Regions from separate parts of the Sus scrofa genome. Here region 1 is linked to region 2. The links are chromatin contacts, called in public HiChIP or PLAC-seq maps. All regions are on one chromosome and are shown on one strand. Each heading gives the region's core, a stretch centred on a gene start, on an enhancer-like site or on the middle of the called end of the contact. The rest is flanking DNA. Distances are from core to core; before and after follow the strand shown. Region 1 holds the start of RPGRIP1L (protein fantom). Region 2 holds the start of IRX3 (iroquois-class homeodomain protein IRX-3).

What was found. HiChIP or PLAC-seq counts read pairs in DNA pulled down with a chosen protein or histone mark.
Region 1: an H3K27ac HiChIP or PLAC-seq map of skeletal muscle shows a contact between it and region 2, with 4 times the contacts expected there. The contact joins the promoter of RPGRIP1L here to the promoter of IRX3 in region 2. A contact is called at or near these places in 1 of 47 Hi-C or Micro-C datasets (embryonic fibroblasts) and 1 of 2 datasets of contacts at active chromatin or transcription factors (skeletal muscle).

The regions. Positions count from the first base shown.
Region 1 is chr6:31,563,648-31,566,347 of Sscrofa11.1, forward strand. It overlaps RPGRIP1L (protein fantom), which reads left to right and starts at 1,290. Exons shown (of 25, transcript XM_021097100.1): 1 at 1,290-1,395. FTO (fat mass and obesity associated) reads right to left here and starts at 1,027. Exons shown (of 9, transcript NM_001112692.1): 1 at 969-1,027. The coding sequence starts at 1,013.
Region 2 is chr6:31,043,582-31,046,350 of Sscrofa11.1, forward strand. It overlaps IRX3 (iroquois-class homeodomain protein IRX-3), which reads left to right and starts at 1,341. Exons shown (of 4, transcript XM_003126981.4): 1 at 1,341-2,769. The coding sequence starts at 2,764. LOC110261350 reads right to left here and starts at 2,765. Exons shown (of 6, transcript XM_021097536.1): 1 at 2,751-2,765; 2 at 2,563-2,677. The coding sequence starts at 2,765.

The DNA of each region.
Region 1 (2,700 bases), core at 40-2,539, 520 kb after region 2:
CATGAAAGATTTTTAAACAGGTGGCTGGCAGAGGAGTTAGGAAGGAAAGAGTCATGATTAGATTTGCATTTTGAAAAGCTCACACACTGCAGTGTGGAGAAGAGACTGGTTGTGTGGGAAGAGCAACAGAAAGGAAGCAAGGCGTAAGGTGAATATGGACCAAGAGACGACTGGAACAGTCCATGGAAGAGGTAATTGTAGCTTGGTCCAAGGTGGTAAAGATGGAAAAAAGTGAACCAATGTATTTAGACAAATCACGACTTGATTTGGGGAATGAGGGAAACAGTTCTTCTGAGGCTTAAGTCTTCTTCTGTAAAACAGAATTGATGTTACTCCATCTGTATAATATCTATCTTGCAATCTGCTGTGATAAAAAAATATGAAATAATACAAATATTATGAAAACGCAGAGCCTGACACTAATAAATGATTTTTAAAAAATTCTATTACTGTGACTACTGTCATCCCATGGAACAAGCAACTGTTACAGGATGAACCCCAAAAGGAGAAAATAGGAGTGTAGTTAAAGATCCTATCCGCTGTGATGAAGACACAGAACATACACTGTTTGAAAACAGCACAGCTGAATACACAGATATTTCACCTACATCTACCCCAGTCCTCAGAAATCATTACCGAAGAGGAAGCACAACTGTTACGATCACAGGCATATTCGAGTCCGGTAAACTGAGGCACAAGAGTAGCTACAAATTTAATCAAGGAATTAGATGCAGAAGCAGGACAAGGAAAGGGGTGTCTAGATTCTCATGTGAGCTGATCCAACGGGACTAGGCCTGCAAACAGCACGAATTTACAACCCCCAAAGTCTCTGGTTCCCTTGCTAACAAGGCCTTGTCATCCCTTGGCTTAAGATCGTGGGTGCGCTCGCCATCCAACCAAGTCCTTCGGGTTCCCAGCCCCCATTACAAGTGCATGAAAGATCCCAGACTCTGAGGAGCCCAAGATACCTTAGCTTCGCGCTCTCGTTCCTCGGCGGTTGGGGTTCGCTTCATGCTGCTGCTATAGCCTCCTTCGCCACTGCTAGCCGCGTAGATTCCGCGCCCTGGACCCCGCCTCCTCTGTGTAGTTCTCTCGGGATCTTGCTCCCGCCTGGCGCCATTCGCTCTCGGAGCCGCGAGAACTACCACTCCCAGAGCGCACCACGGCTACGCCGGAATTAGCCTCGGGGTTTGGAGCAAGAGAATTTCCCAGGTCCAACAGCTGGGTGATCGTAGTCCGCAGCGCAGCGAGCAGGAGGGCCACGGCCCGAGGAGAACTACATTTCCCAGGAGTCAACGGAGCCTGCCATGTTTTTTCCCGTGCTCCTCTCGGCCAGCCGCCCCACTTGCCGTCGGCGCTATAGCAACGGTAACTAGCGGCTGAGAGAGAGTGGCGGTGAGTATTCTGGGGGAGCACAGGGGAGGAAGGGGGCAGATCTGCAGCACGGGCCACGGTCCTGGGGTCTGCTCTACCATCTGGAGAAGACCCTGGAGTTCTGCTCGCGTGAAGAGCAGCCCGGCCCGAGACACCACTTCCTCAGGCCTGAATCACAGGCAGCCTATATTATTCCCACGCCCCGCACCGGTTTGAAATTTTCTATCCTAGCCCTGAAACCTAGCTCTCGAGAGCTAATGCTAATTGCCATGACTAGCTAGGTCCTTCTTTAAGTAGGTCCCAGAAACAGTATGCTTATTTGTCCTGGGTTAGGAGTTCGTTGGGAAACCCTAATAAGCCTCTTGAGTGACATTTTGTTTGCTCAGTTATTTACAATTATTTGTTTATCGTGATTACCCCATAATCTATCAAGGTGGGAGTCTTTGTTTACCATTTTAGTCTTAGTGGCAGGTATTCAATTATTCATTCCATAAAACAATGTAGGTGCCCACTCTGTGCTAGGCACTGTTCCGACCAGCTATGAACAGGACTGATGCGGGTCTTAAGACGCTTATACTTTATTAGTGAAGATGAAATAGTAACGAACTAGTAAATAAGATTATTTCATATCGAGCTGATTGCTATACAAGAAACAAATGGTGCTGAACTTGGAAGGAAGGGTACTCTAACATAGGAAGATCAGGGAAGGCCTCTCTGAGGAAGTGATATTTGAGCTGGACACCAAAGAATGAGGAGCCACCTCATGCAAAGGCCTTGGGCAAGACAAGGATACTGTGAATTCAAAGAACCTAGAGAATAGTGTGAGTGGTGCATAATGAGCCAGGAGGGATTGCCTGAAAAGATATTGGAGAGACATTGCAGCCCCGTGCAGGGTTTCTCAACCTTGGCTCTATTAACATTTGAGGCCACATAGTTCTTTGTTGTGGTTCAATGTTTAACATCATCTCTTGACCACTAGATACCAGTATCACTGGTGCCCCCCACCTTCCCAGTTGTGACAACCAAAAATAGGACCAGACAGCTACTTGGAATATGTGTGAACTTGGGCAAAGTACCTAAGCCTTGTCTCAGTTTCTTCATTAGTAGCAAACGTAAGTAACAACCTCACAAGCCTATTGTGAGATATTTCATTAATTTACACAAGCAGAGCACTTAGGAGAGTGCCTAGCACATTTTAGCGAGAATTCAATAAATGTTAACACCATCATCATCGTTATTGTTATAAAAGTACCAAATTCTCTCAGGGAAAAGTTATCATTTTCGTGGGAGTTCCCATTGTGGCTCAGTGGGTTAGTAGCCCAATTA
Region 2 (2,769 bases), core at 91-2,590:
TGGGTTGGAAGCTCACTTTCTGGGTCACGGGCCCCAGGCCTGGAGTGGCTAGTTCACTGAGAACAGCCTCGCCCCTTTCCTGGCCTCTTTCCCGCCTTCCCACAGTCCAGCGAAGCCAGGTCGATAGCTGGTTAATGCAGATGGAAGAAGCCTCTGCAGGGTTCATTGTTCTCTCTTTTACTTCTGGAAAAGCTGAGTTAAATAGTGGCCCAGTGCAGCCTCAGTTTCCCCACCTCGGAGTCTCCCTCTTAGCCCCACCCCGGTCAGGTGCCGCAGTTGGTGCAAACTCTAGTATTTCAGGGCGGTGGAGGCTCTGGGACTGACGTCTAGGAAACGCTCCAGGAAATAACGTTACCTTCAACTTTGTAATCCTGAGATTTTTCTCGAGAAGGTGAGCCCATGATTCTGTATGCTTTTTCACTGCAAACGAAATCAGACACCTGGGGAAATATTTCAAACCCAGAGCTTTCCCCTGATATCTGCCCTTCTGGTGAGACTCCAGCTAAGGCCAACGTCCAGCACCAAGAAGAAGCAGGTGGGGAGGGAATAAGAGAAACAGCTTGACCCAATTCGAGAAGGCCACCGCTTAGTTTCCCCAATCGAACCCCAATCCTAGCTGCCCCCAAATTTGTGTTCTCCCCAATTTTCTCCGACTCTCAAACCTCCTGGAGTCATGGGCTCGAGGGAAGAATGGTGGAGAGAGGCAGGGGTGGGGTGGGGGTCAAAACTGGGTGCCAGTGGGAGTTCATTCCGGAACGCAGCTCCCCAGAGCTGCTGAGACCGGAGATAAGTCAGGAACAAGGCTTTCCAAGCCCTCCACTCTGGTGGAATTCGGCTTCGATTCCTCTATCAATCAGCGCTCAGCGGGCCAGTTTCCGCCTCTTAGCCGGGGCTGGCAACTCCTAGGCAGTCTACGCCCCGGTGTTGTTCCCGGAGCGTTCCCGCTGCAGGCCTGGCCTCTGCGTCGTCGGTCGCCGTGGCGGCCTAAAGCGTTTAGCCCGGAGCCGCGGCAATACCGGGAATTTCAATCCCGCACTCCCCAAGCCGTGAAGGTGGGCGCCCGGATACGGGGATTTCAGGTTTGATGTAGGGAATATCCCACTGTAAAACTACAAGGCTTGCCTCCCATCCCCACCCAAGCGGGTGGGAGGATCCTCGCCGCAAGAAAACAGGTCGGTCTGGAGACCGGGGAGCAGAAGAAGGGGTAGTGTCGAAACGAAGAATCTCTACGGACCGAAAATTCCAATATACAAAGTTCTCCAAGCGCTCTCCAAAAGTTCCTGGGGCCTCAGCCACCCAGCTCCCTGCTCCGCCCCCACCCCACCCACCCCAGCTTTGGGCGCCCGTAGGCTCCACTGTCCTGACGTCGCTCCCCAGATCCCCGGGGAGTCCACCCTGCGGCGCCCACACCCGCGCCGGGAATCCGCCATTTCTAATGAGAGATTCGCACCCTGACAGCCGTGCGGCGTTAACGTGGTTAATTTCAAGGTTTGGTCCTCTGGAGTAGGGGGCTGCTTCGCCTCCCTGGGCAGTGAGATGGTCCTTGAAGACTGGACTAGAACGCACCCCGCCCGCGCACTCGGCAAGCTCCCACCCTACGCCTCTGAGAGTAGCCCGGAGTCAAGAGGTGCGAGCTGGAAAGGGGGCCCGGGCAGAGTAAAACCCCAGCGCCTGCCCGAGACCTGGTCTGGACCCGACCCAGGCCCCGCGCGCTGGAGCCGACGGAAAGGTACCGAGAGGCGGGAAGCTGGAGGGGCGAGCTGACCCTGTTCTAACCCCGTCCCCGCGCCTCTCGCTCCCCCTCCCGCCGCAGGCCAGAGGGGGCGGGAAGGGACTCTGAGAGTCCCTTCCCGCCCCGCCCGGCCCCGCCCTGCGCGCAGTATCCGCGGGGGTGGGCGGCCTAGCCTGCAGGCCGCCCAAGCGATTGGAGACTCGCGAAGGAGACGCAAGGAAAAGTCGAATAAGAGGGCGCAACGTCAGACCCGAGATTTGGGGAAGGGCGAGGGAGGGGGGAAGGGCGGAGACGGACACACGGACACAGATACAGACACGCACACCCCGCACGGCAGGCGCCCAAAGTGTCCGCAACTTTAGGCTGCCTTAGCTCAGGGCGCAGAGGCAAGGGACAGGGGTGCGGGGCGTGTAGTGTGAGTATAGAGAAATAGATTTTCAAAAGAAGAAATGGAGTGAAGAGAAGAGAAAGGGGAGAAAAGGGAATAGTAAGAAAAGGAAAGAGAAGGAGAAAGAAGAGTTTTGTAGTGTCCAGGAGCGCGAAAGAGCCCGAAGGAGCGGAAGCGGTCCTGGGGGAAAGAGGAGCGCTGAGAGGGAGGGGAGGGGAGAGGAAGGGCGAGGAGGGGGAGTGAAAACTAGAGGAGGGCGAAGGAAGCTCGGAGCGACACTGCTCAGGGAGAGGAGGGCAGTGAGGAGCGAGGCGCGGGCAGAGGCAGCTCCGGCTGCCGAGAGGAGGGAGCGCGGCGCAGAGAGGAGGGGCTTGCGGGCCCGTAGAAATGTCAATCAGAGCCCGGAGCCCCGGGAATCTCCGCCAATCTGTTCGGACCTGACCTGGCTCCTTGCCGCCGCCGCCGCCGCCGCCGCCGCTGCCGCCGAGCAGATCAATAGGCGAACGCGGAGTGCAGCGCAGCGCGGGAGGCAGCGCGGCCCCAGCCCGGCTCAGCCCCTGATGAGCGCCGAGCCCGCGGGCGGCGCTGAGCTGGGCGGCCCGGGGGGCCTGGCCCCCTCTCCGTCCGTGCCCCGCGGGCCACCATGTCC